2 separate regions of the Sus scrofa genome follow, and region 1 is linked to region 2. Evidence: chromatin contacts called from public HiChIP or PLAC-seq data. All regions are on one chromosome and are shown on one strand. The core of a region is the stretch at or near the end of the contact, and the rest is flanking DNA. Distances in the headings are between cores, read along the strand shown.

What was found. HiChIP or PLAC-seq counts read pairs in DNA pulled down with a chosen protein or histone mark.
Region 1: a contact with region 2 is called in an H3K27ac HiChIP or PLAC-seq map of alveolar macrophages. The contact joins two enhancer-like sites. A contact is called at or near these places in 3 of 47 Hi-C or Micro-C datasets (embryonic fibroblasts, heart right ventricle and liver) and 1 of 2 datasets of contacts at active chromatin or transcription factors (alveolar macrophages).

Annotation. Positions count from the first base shown.
Region 1 is chr13:181,119,154-181,124,409 of Sscrofa11.1, reverse strand. The region is part of intron 5 of LOC106508546; the gene reads right to left. Among named protein-coding and RNA genes, the nearest start is that of MIR99A, 180 kb to the left of the region's middle. Within about 2 kb of position 3,724, at least 2 of the 83 cell types and tissues checked have an H3K27ac peak or open chromatin away from gene starts, as enhancers often do. A contact at or near this core is called in alveolar macrophages, where this site is marked.
Region 2 is chr13:180,978,098-180,983,535 of Sscrofa11.1, reverse strand. The region is part of intron 2 of LOC106508546; the gene reads right to left. Among named protein-coding and RNA genes, the nearest start is that of MIR99A, 320 kb to the left of the region's middle. Within about 2 kb of position 2,390, at least 37 of the 83 cell types and tissues checked have an H3K27ac peak or open chromatin away from gene starts, as enhancers often do. A contact at or near this core is called in alveolar macrophages, where this site is marked.

The sequences.
Region 1 (5,256 bases), core at 2,475-4,974, 140 kb before region 2:
TTGCTCCGAATTTTTAGGTTTTTTTTTTTTTTTAATTTTTCTAACCAGCATACTTTTTCATTCAATTGCTTCCAGTAACAAACTAATCCCCTAAACACAGAGAAGCACGTATGACCAGACCTCCCCATTTCCCCTGGCAATAACTGGTAGAAGAAAAGAGTGGGCAAAACAGTTATGCTGAGACAATCAGAGTTTTTCCCTGTGATTGACATGGATACAGCCTATCTACTGTAGAAGAGAATGAGACAACCCAGGAGTGAAGCAGAGACAGCAAAAATAGAAAATCTGGAGTTCCCATCGTGGCGCAGTGGTTACCGAATCTGACTAGGAACCATGAGGTTGCGGTTCATCCTTGCCCTCAGTGGGTTAAAGATCCGGTGTTACCGTGAGCTGTTGTGTAGGTCGCAGATGCTGCTTGGATCTCTCATTGCTGTGGCTCTGGCATAGGCTGCCAGCTACAGCTCTGATTAGACCCCTAGCCTGGGAACCTCCATATGTTGTGGAAGCGGCCCAAGAAATGGCAAAAAGACACAGAAAAAGAAAAAAAAAGAAATAGAAAATCTATATTGGGAAAGAACTGAGTGGCCAGTGGCATCTCATCTGAGATTCACATTTTCCCTTGAATGCCTTTCCTTTGTATATCTTACTATACCAACTCACCCAACTCAGGGGTCCCAGAGTTTGTGTTTTTTGCTCAAGCTATTTTAAATGAGACATCTCCCACTAAAGCTGAAAGGGATCTGACCCATACATCAAACAACTGCAATTTAGAATCTCAAGGTTGAACTGGTACTAACCAATAACAATCAACAGATATTTATTGTATCTAATGAAAATATATAAAAATTCAAAGCACTTTTCAGGTGCCAACTCATTTAATTGCCACAACCACCCAACAAGGAAAATATTGATATTATCCCCATTAAAGGAAACTTAGACACAAGATATTGTAATTCCCCAAGATCTCACAACTAGTAAAAGGAAAGTTTTGAATCTGAACTCAGATCATCTGACCCCAATGTTCAGACTCAAACTTGTTTGACTCCCTCTCTTGATATGAACTGAGTTCTGATTCAGCCATCTAATAGCTAGGTGCTTCCATATCTCTGAAACTTATTTTTTTTTTTTCATCTCTAAAAGAGAAATACTAGAGTTTATGCTGTGGCACAGCGGGTTAAGAATCTGGCGTTGTCGCTGCAGTGCCTCAGGTTGCTGCTAAGACACAGGTTCAATCCCCAGCCCCGTGCAATGGGTTAATGATCCAGTATTGCCATATCTGTGGCCTAGGTCTCAGCTGTGCCTTGAATTTGATCCCTGGTCCAGGAAGTTCCATATTCCTTGGGTATGGCCAAAAATTTTTTTAAAATACTGAAAAAATTAAAGTGGAGTACTATGCCCTACTGCAGAAATTTTTGAGGAAATTGAAAGAGATCATGCTTATTAAAGCATTTTGGAAATTGCCTAGTAATAGAGAAATGTCAGTTCATATTATAAAATTATAAACTACATTAAGGCTTTATCAGCTATGAATCTTGTAATTGAGTTACTATAAAATTTAATCAACATATTTTAGTCAATAGTATCTCAAAAAAGTAGATACAAGTGTCAAGTCCGCTGTCGGGAAGCAGCTTTTAATCAAAACTAAAATAAATAATTCTGGTGTATAAAATCTACTTTCCTTCAATAATGATGATAATGACTAAGATAAAATTAACATATTTCAATATTTCACATTTTCAAAATTATTTTACTTTTTTTTAAACCTCATGTGGTATATTTTAGTGTCTTGGGATGTGCATTATATTTATTTTTTTCCCTGCTCATGTCAATCTACTGCTACTGGGCAAGTTTTAGTAATAAGTATTCTGGGTGACAGAGCTTTATAAAGCTCACTGTGAAGCCCTCAAAATGATAAATATGGAATATGTATTCAAATCTGCTTTTGAATGCCTTTCTTTTACCTCTCTTGAAGACTGATTAAGATTTAGAATTTACCCATAATGTTAGATATAAATGAAATTAAAAGACAATATGTGCCACAAAGGCCAAATTACACATTTGGTCCAAGTCCTTGTTGTTAATATAAAATAAAAATTCTATACAGCATAAATATTCATTCATATATTTAATCATTTCTTCCTGTCTGGCAATTTCAGTTAATCTTTATGCATTTATATGCTCAAATTCATGTTTATTTTAAGATAGCTTGACAATAGAACTATGCTGATTAATATTACAATAAGCTAGTAAATCTTTATTATTTCTAAATAGTATGTTTTAATTACCAACTCTAAATCTTATAGTCATAACTAATATTCACAAATATCAAAATATCACTTAATTCTGTATAGCCCAATATAATTGAGAGAAAATTTGGAACTGAAGGAATTGTTTTTTTGGCCTGCATCACATACTGAATAATTTACTCTAGTAATGTAATGTTGCATGCAGTTCATAAAAATATTCTAATTAGATCACTACCACTAATCATATTCAATTTATCTAAATCTTAGAGAAAGTCAAGAAAAGGAATCATAAAACTAGAGAAAGTGAGCAAAGAATACACTAGAATATGAATTAGGTGTCCCAGAAATAGAACAATAACAACAAAGCTATGAAATTAAATGTATATGCTACGAATTTACATGCTTATAAATTTGATCTCCATATAAGCCCCTAGCAATTCTAAAATAGTTTACCTAAGCCAATTCCTTATTGCCAATATATTTCTCAGAAATAACTCCTTTTCACATTTATATAAGTCACAGAGGTCTGTTTTATGACAACACATAATCAGGCAAAATAAAATGTTACATAAAACAGAAAAAAAGTTACAATTTGTTTTTTAGTAGTGTGCTAATGAGCCACAGCAGGGCAATTCTTTTATCATGGCTTAAAATTAAACAGATACAAGGGTAGCTGCTGATTTATATTTCCCTTATTTGACTTTTTATACATATGCAATATTATTTTTAAGCTCATTCGTATTCATGTGACTCGGATTGCAATTTCAAGTCTGGAAGGTTTGATTTCATTAAACACTTTTGCCGCAATCAAAACGTCTGTATACACATGAATATTTCAAAACCAGTATCCATTTCTTTTAAATTTGCAATGTTGCATTAAGTATAATGGCAAGGAAAATGTGCATGGGATATAACATAAAATTTTTGAACAGGTTTATTGAAAAAGCTGGATTTGGTAGGAACTGAAGTCCAAAATAAACAACCAACTTTATTTTTTTAACTAATGTCTTTCATCCATGCTACTCTGAATATACATGCTTTTTTTCTGAAAAAAAAAAAAGAAAAAAAAGTCTTGGGAAGAGCCACAGCTATTTTAGACAATTCCCTGCTTTAAAATTTATAGTGCAGTCTAACACTTTCATCTCTTCTAGCTGGGCTTGACTCACTCAGGCTCAAAAATTATCTTTTTTTTTTTTTTTTTTTCCTTTTTAGGGCCACACCCATGGCATATGGAAGTTCCTAAGCTAGGGGTCAAACCGGAGCTAGAGCTGCCAGCCTAAGCAACAGCCATAGCAACACAGGATCTGACAGTGACTGCGACCTACACTGCAGCTCATGGCAACTCTGGGTCCCCAGCTCACTGAGTGATGCCAGGGATTTTACCCACATCTTCATTGATACCAGTCAGATTCATTTCCCCTGTACCACAACAGGAACTCCACGGCTCAGAAATTATAACGGCAGAGAAAGAGGGAAGGGCATACGTGGTTACTTCTTTGCACAATTCACATCTTGAGTTGCTTTCCCCCACTCTGCTGGCCCAAGATTAGAGAAGTGGGGGGAAACTTAAAGTGCAGAAAGTATCTTTTTAAATTAGCACAGTTGTAACTTGTGCTGGTGCTGTTTCTCTTAGGATGCTTTTCTATGTTTTTGTGGTCTACGAAATACCCCTTTAAAGATTAAGCAGCCAGGTTAATTTCTCTAATATCTAATGTGAAGGTTTAAAATATTTCTTTAGAATGTGTGAGCTATATGTTAAATTTCTAAAAATTATAATGGAGTGCTTTCTGAAGTAGAGAGTTCTAGAAATATTCAAATAATTTGAAAGACTGTTTGCCTCTTAGGTAAAAGATTAGAATAGATGGTATTTAAAGCCTTTCCAAATCTAAGCTATTATGATTCTATAAACTATACAGGGACTGAACAAATGATAACAGATGAATTGGATGATAGCTAAAATTCTGAATCTGTTTGCATTCAAAATCAGCATGGTCCTATAAGACTAATATAATTTGGAATAAAGCAGAGATGGAAAGGGAAGGCAGCTGATATTTAATAAGATTCTACTTTACCATTGACAGTGAGAGTCTGATAGTGGTGTGTGTGTGTGTGGTGGGGGGGGGGGTGTGTTTCAGCATCATTTCCTCATCTGAGACTTTCTACAGACTGACAATATAGCATTTCTATTTTCTACCTTAGTAAACTGAAGCTCAGAGAATTTGAATTACTTGAGCATCTGTCGCTGATAAGTGGATCTAGAACTGGATCAGTCCAGTCACAACCACTCTGACAATAAGACCGACCGATGTTTTTTTTCACCAAAGCAAGCTATCTACAAACTCAAAATTTCCCTAGCTCAATGGAAATTATATTTTTACCCCCAAGTGATCTAAAACTAAAGGTCATGTCAACACTACTGTCATAATCATCCAATATTTAATGACATTACTTACCACAGTAAATTTCAAAATAGATCATTAGAGCAACCTTCAGAAAAATGTTTAAAAGTTTAGAAGCATCTTCTCTTATAAGGAAAATAGAACAGTTTCTTTAAATATACATCATATGATTCTAAATAAGTTTTCACCATCAGGCACCTGCAACTGAATTTGGCTGGTATTAAAAGCCCTCTTGACAGAACACTGGTGAAGGTAAAATAATATGCGAGGAACCTGGGTGAGGGCAGATTGGTGAATTAATCTTGTGATAAATGAAGGAAGAAGTAGAATAGAGGAAAAATGCTCAATTGTGCAGCATAGCTATTCCACTTTCTTTTGAAAATGTATAACTAAGCAAACTGACTTAAGCAGATGTCACCAAGATGTTAATTGAACTTGAATGATCCAAGAGGCCAAGATCATATAATAGAAAAATTCACTTAAAATGTGACTTAAAGTAGAAAATTCCAAAATACCTGAGTAGATAATATATTTATAATCTTGCAGAACTAAAATCTGTCTTACGGCTCAAGCTCCTGACACCAACTTGAACCCACTGGACATATGTGAAG
Region 2 (5,438 bases), core at 1,141-3,640:
ATATTCTTTTTAAAAGCATGGTTTTAAAGTAATGCTATGATTGATTATGGTTTTTAAAAGATGACTTCACCTCAGTAACCAATCAATAAGTAAATAAAAATGCAAAAGACTGAAGATAACAGTTTAAGATAAATGTTAGTAAAATTTAGCAGTAGCTCTTTTTTCTTTTATGACAATGTATGAACTTAGAACAAACCCCATTCCTTTGCAGCCCCTCCCCATAGCAGGGTAACTTCCTGAGTTGTTGTTAGTACACAACTGAGGAGAATAATGAAGTTCTCTTTAATTTTTGGTCTCTGGATCGGTTTGGAGGGAATAGGTATGCAGTAAACATTTTTTTAAAAATAATCTTTGTAGCAAAGGGAAAAATTTTCAAAAGGCTCATTTTTTTGTCAAAGCTGTTCATAAATCCTCAGTCACACCTTAACTGCACTTACTGAGACACATTAGAAGAAAAACCCAAACAATTTACATCTCCGGTTTTGACCATTCATATCAAGATCACAACAAAAGACCTTATTAAAAACACTTTGGGTAATGTTGACAAGAACATCATTTGAAAAGCCCCAAAATGTTCATGCAAATAAAAACTTCAACATTTTCTCTTAAAAAAAAAAGGAAAGGTTTTCACTTTCCTATGGCACTAGTAAACAGCTAGGAACTGTGTATGTGGGCAAAGAAAGAATGAATGTAACAGGTGATGAGCATAATGAACTTGTTCTCTTAGAAAGGAATTTGCCAGCCACATTTTGCAATTGTTGAAAGAAGCTTATATCAAATCACAAGCAGAGCTCAAAAATAAGTATCCTTCTTTTAGATAGTTTTGTGTTAAAGTCAAGATTATTACTTAGTTCTACAACAGCTAAGTTCTCCATAAATATTTAGCAAAGAAGAGAGCTAAGTAATATTTCAAAACTGCTGTATAAGCGAAAACATATTCATTCTCCCTGAAAAGCTTTCCTCCCTTTATTGTAAAGTTTTTATAACTTCACAATTACTCCAATATATTTCATCCATTTATTAATTTACTTTATGAAACAGAAACTATAAATCTTAAAATATAAGAAGCTTAGTTTAGTATATTTCATTTTTAAATGATTATTCAAAATGGGTATTACAGAGGTGCTCTTTAAAAAGTTTAAATGAATATGAAACACAATAACAATGCAGACCTCTATATTCTATCAAATCAGCAGGATGGAAGACACAGTTTTCACTTCATTCATTTGGTAACATCTAATGCAGTCACTTTGTTAATAAAAATGCTTTTTAAACAAAGTCAACAATAGCGATAATATTTGGAACTCATTAAAATTATAATACTGAATTTGCAGTTTTTGCAGAAGAATCTCTTCTGTAACATTCTAGTAATACTTCCCCTAGATTCTGATTTTTTTTTTAAAGAAACACATTTAAAATAGGACTATAAGTATGGCTAAACTAAGAATTAAGCACGATTTACTCTCAGGTATTTTTCCCCAGGAAAAGCAAGCTTACTAATTGCCAAGATATTTGCACTGAAATAAAAACCACTTGGTATTGTTTCGAGATAATTATTATTTTAAAAAAAATGTGCAAAATTTCTGCAGTGAAATGTGATCAAACAAGACAGAAAGAAACAAAAGAAGTTTGCATGCTGCTTCTCGAAAGAAGCTTAAATAATCCTTTGCCAGGAATAACAACCATAAACTATAAGAAGGCAACTATTGGAATCAAAACACACTTACTTTTTAATATGTAAAGATGCACTTTTTCCCTATTTTAGATTAAAAATAAGAGGACAACCCAGTGAGTCTTGCTGGCAGTCAGATAACACACAGGCCCTGACCCTTTAACTCTCTGGAATTCTCACACAAAGCTCTTTTCATACAGACTGTGCTATATATTCCTGAGATAAGGCGGCAAAATGTGAAGCCGTGGAGAAGTGACACAAAGTTGGACTAAGTGAAATGTTTACATGTATTGTCACACCGCTGTTCCTTCATTACCTATTCCACCCCTGATTTGCCTAAAACAATATTTATTCAGGTTGGAGAGACGCATGATTTAAACAAAAGGACAATTTTAAGAAAAAGGACACCAAGACAATACAAATATTGTGTTTCTCTGTTAGCATTGCCAAGTTTAATGTGAGATCAAGCAGAAACAAAACCAGATCACTTAGAACTTTTAAGAAAGGCTCCTGCTATCATTCCCTTCAAAGCACAACAGATTTCTCTACTTGTTTTACAACACAGAAAGTAGACTTTAAGTAATATCTTAAATCTGCACTCACCATGCGAAAGCAACGGTTGCGTGGCGTAAAAGTGTGCTATTTTCTGCCCCTGTTCCATTTCAGTTTTGCCTATAGTTGTCCAACACCCAATAGCCCAGAGCTGCCACCCAGAGGCCCCTTCCACGAGCTGGCTTATTTGCCTGTCAATCTGAGTCCTGGCTTCTGTATTATGCGGCTGTGCACTTTGCTGAAGTTCTAATATCATTTCCATACGCTCCCCACCGCCTGAAGTAGGTAATTGGTTCTTTCAGCTCAATAAATACTCAGGTCACTTTTCGGGTAACTCTGAGATCAGGCTTTAAGTTGTCCACCTTCAAGTGAAAGAGTTCTTGGTTGGTGGGTGGAGAGAAGTAAGCTCACTACAGGGGAACTCAAAGTGTATTCACAACGCAGAGAAACTTCCTCTCTTTTTTCCTTCCTTGCGAGGCTGAGCTGCTAGTGACTCTCACAGAACTTAGGAATGTAAAGGGAGGACGCAAAGAGGCCCCTCCAGACAAGCCTTTCTCAATCAATTAGCTTGCAGCCATTACTTGTGACCTTAGGTCACACAGCATAAGTGTGTGGGGTGTGCCTTCGGGGGTCCCAAGGCTACTTATTACCGCTAAGATAACCAAAGCCAAGCAGACACTGGAATCTAGAAGTATTTTTAATAGAAAATATGCTAAAGATATGAAATAGTCCAAAGGTGAATTTCAAGTTTCTTTTTGCAGGAGAAACTATTAATTCAAAGATTTTTTTTTTTTTTCTGTTAAGAAGTCTCCAAATAATATATATTTTTTTCCACATTGGATCAAACAGGATTTAGAACCAAGCAGCAAGGCATTTCTTTTATATTAAATTTCAAGCTGGGAATATGGAAATGACAAAATAATTAATGCATCATAGAGTCACAGATATCACTTAATCACTTGGTTCCTAGGTTTTGTTTTAGGTTTTTTTTTTTTTTTTTGGCTTCTGACTTACCACACCTAACTGCAAAGTTAACCTATTATAAACAAAGTTCTTTATGCTTAATAACATCAAAATCATATCATTTGGGGAGATAAGAATGGTTATTTTAAACTCTTTCAAGTTTTCATATTAATGTCATGCTTTCTCTTATTCTAGTAACTCATTACACCATAATTTTGTTTTGTTCTCTAGTTAAGACAAACATTCCTCTCTTTCAAATATATGTAAAAATGAGGGCTAAACATAACCAAAAAAATGAAGCACTAAAGAGAAATGCAATCTTTTAAAACTTCAGGTTTGTTTAAACTTCATATATTAAGTTTGCTTGTCCCTTGAAAACACCTTAAAAATAGCCACTATATTATCAACAAGTTAATGACAGAAATATCAGGGAATTGTATTTCAGATCAAGTTCATGCTTTGGGATAATACAATCCAATTAAAAGCACATATTTTATACTGACTATATGGACAATCACTCCCCCCCCCACTGTCCTGCAATAGCTATCATTCAAAGGTGGATTTGCCACACCCACATTTTCTCACTCTGTTTACTCTGTGATGACACAAAACATCATCTGGTGCGGCCCTGTATAGGAATGGCAGTATTGCATATGGATGCTGAACTTAGCATTTCCATCCCATTAACCTTTACTTGGTCAATGGAATTATCTTCAAATTGGATACTGTCTGAATAAAATAAAACAAACAAACCAAAAATCCAAGAAGGAATAAAACAGGTGAGACAAGTAGGATCAGATAATAGTATCTAGTCAATAGGATTCATTTTTAAAATTGTAGTGATAGAAAATATAGTAATTAAAAGTATTAAAATCTGGGAACTATATCTAGTCACTTATGATGGAGCATGATGGAGAATAATGTGAGAAAAAGAATATATAGGCATGTGTGACTAGGTCACCTTGCTGTACAGTAGAAAATTGACAGAACCCTGTAAACCAGTTATAATGGAAAAAAATTTTAAAATATCATTAAAAAAAAAGGGTGATAAAATCAATTATGGGTGGGGGTTAGGGCAGAAATGGGTTTCCATTTTCTCCAATATACAGTAGGAGTCATTGATCAGTTTGAAAAGGGAGGTTGGCACAGCCTCTAAGTTTAAAAAAATAAAATAAATACAAATATCAAATTATTATGTTGTACACCTAAAACTAGTATAATTTTATGTCAAAACTATATCTCAAAAAATCAAACCTCCCGCAAAATTCTTTTCCCATGTAGTAACAGTATTAAAATAAAATTAAATTTAAAAGTTAATAATAATAGTAATAATAACAACAACAATGAAAATGTCTTGGCACCTTTTGGTGATTTAATTATGGTGGTTTTAATATTGAAAATAAGTATTATTCCAAAGCATTTGGGGCTACTGAAGCAATAGACATGTAGAAAATCAAGAATTCTAATTACTTCTCGAGAGATACTTAGTCTTCAAAATTTCTATGATTCGGTTTCTGTAATTCTATATTCTATTTTCATTTGTTATGAAGAACAACTTTGTTTTCCTGTTTCCTTTTTCAAAACTAACAACTACCTCCTAACAGTCAATCTACAAGGTCACGAGCCTTCAATGATAGACGTCTACAGTCATCAGCTCAAGGATCTGGCCTCTTTTGCAACAGTTTCTGCATACACAAAACAAAGGACTTTCTAATAAGTGAAGAAAGGTCACTAATAACCTAAATAAAATGTAAAAGATACACCAGCTTTTCTAAGAGTTTTGGTGATTTCATAGTCTAGAACGTATTCATTTTATGGACAGTTGACTAAGACAACCATAGACATATCTGAATTATGCACAGGTTATGAAAAGAATCCCTTTTGTGAAAGTGTGGTCTTTTACATTAAAAAGAGTACAACCAAGATACTACTGAAAATAGTTTGTCAACTTGACCCCTATCTAACTTCATTTTATGGAGAAAAAAAATCTACTACTCTAAATGTGACGGTAATTTAATCAAATATCGTAGATAATGTTTGCTAAGTTCAACTAATTTGAAAAAGATCTTAATACCTTAGATAACTTTACCTCCAAAACCCTCATTTATATTCAGAAACACCAAGTTGGGATACTTGAAAGAAATTTAAAAGTATCTTTCAATTAATGAAAAAGCCATTCAAAATGATAGTATATAATATTTCTATATGAAGTTAAAAGACATAATTTCCAAGGACTGCATAATAATAAAAT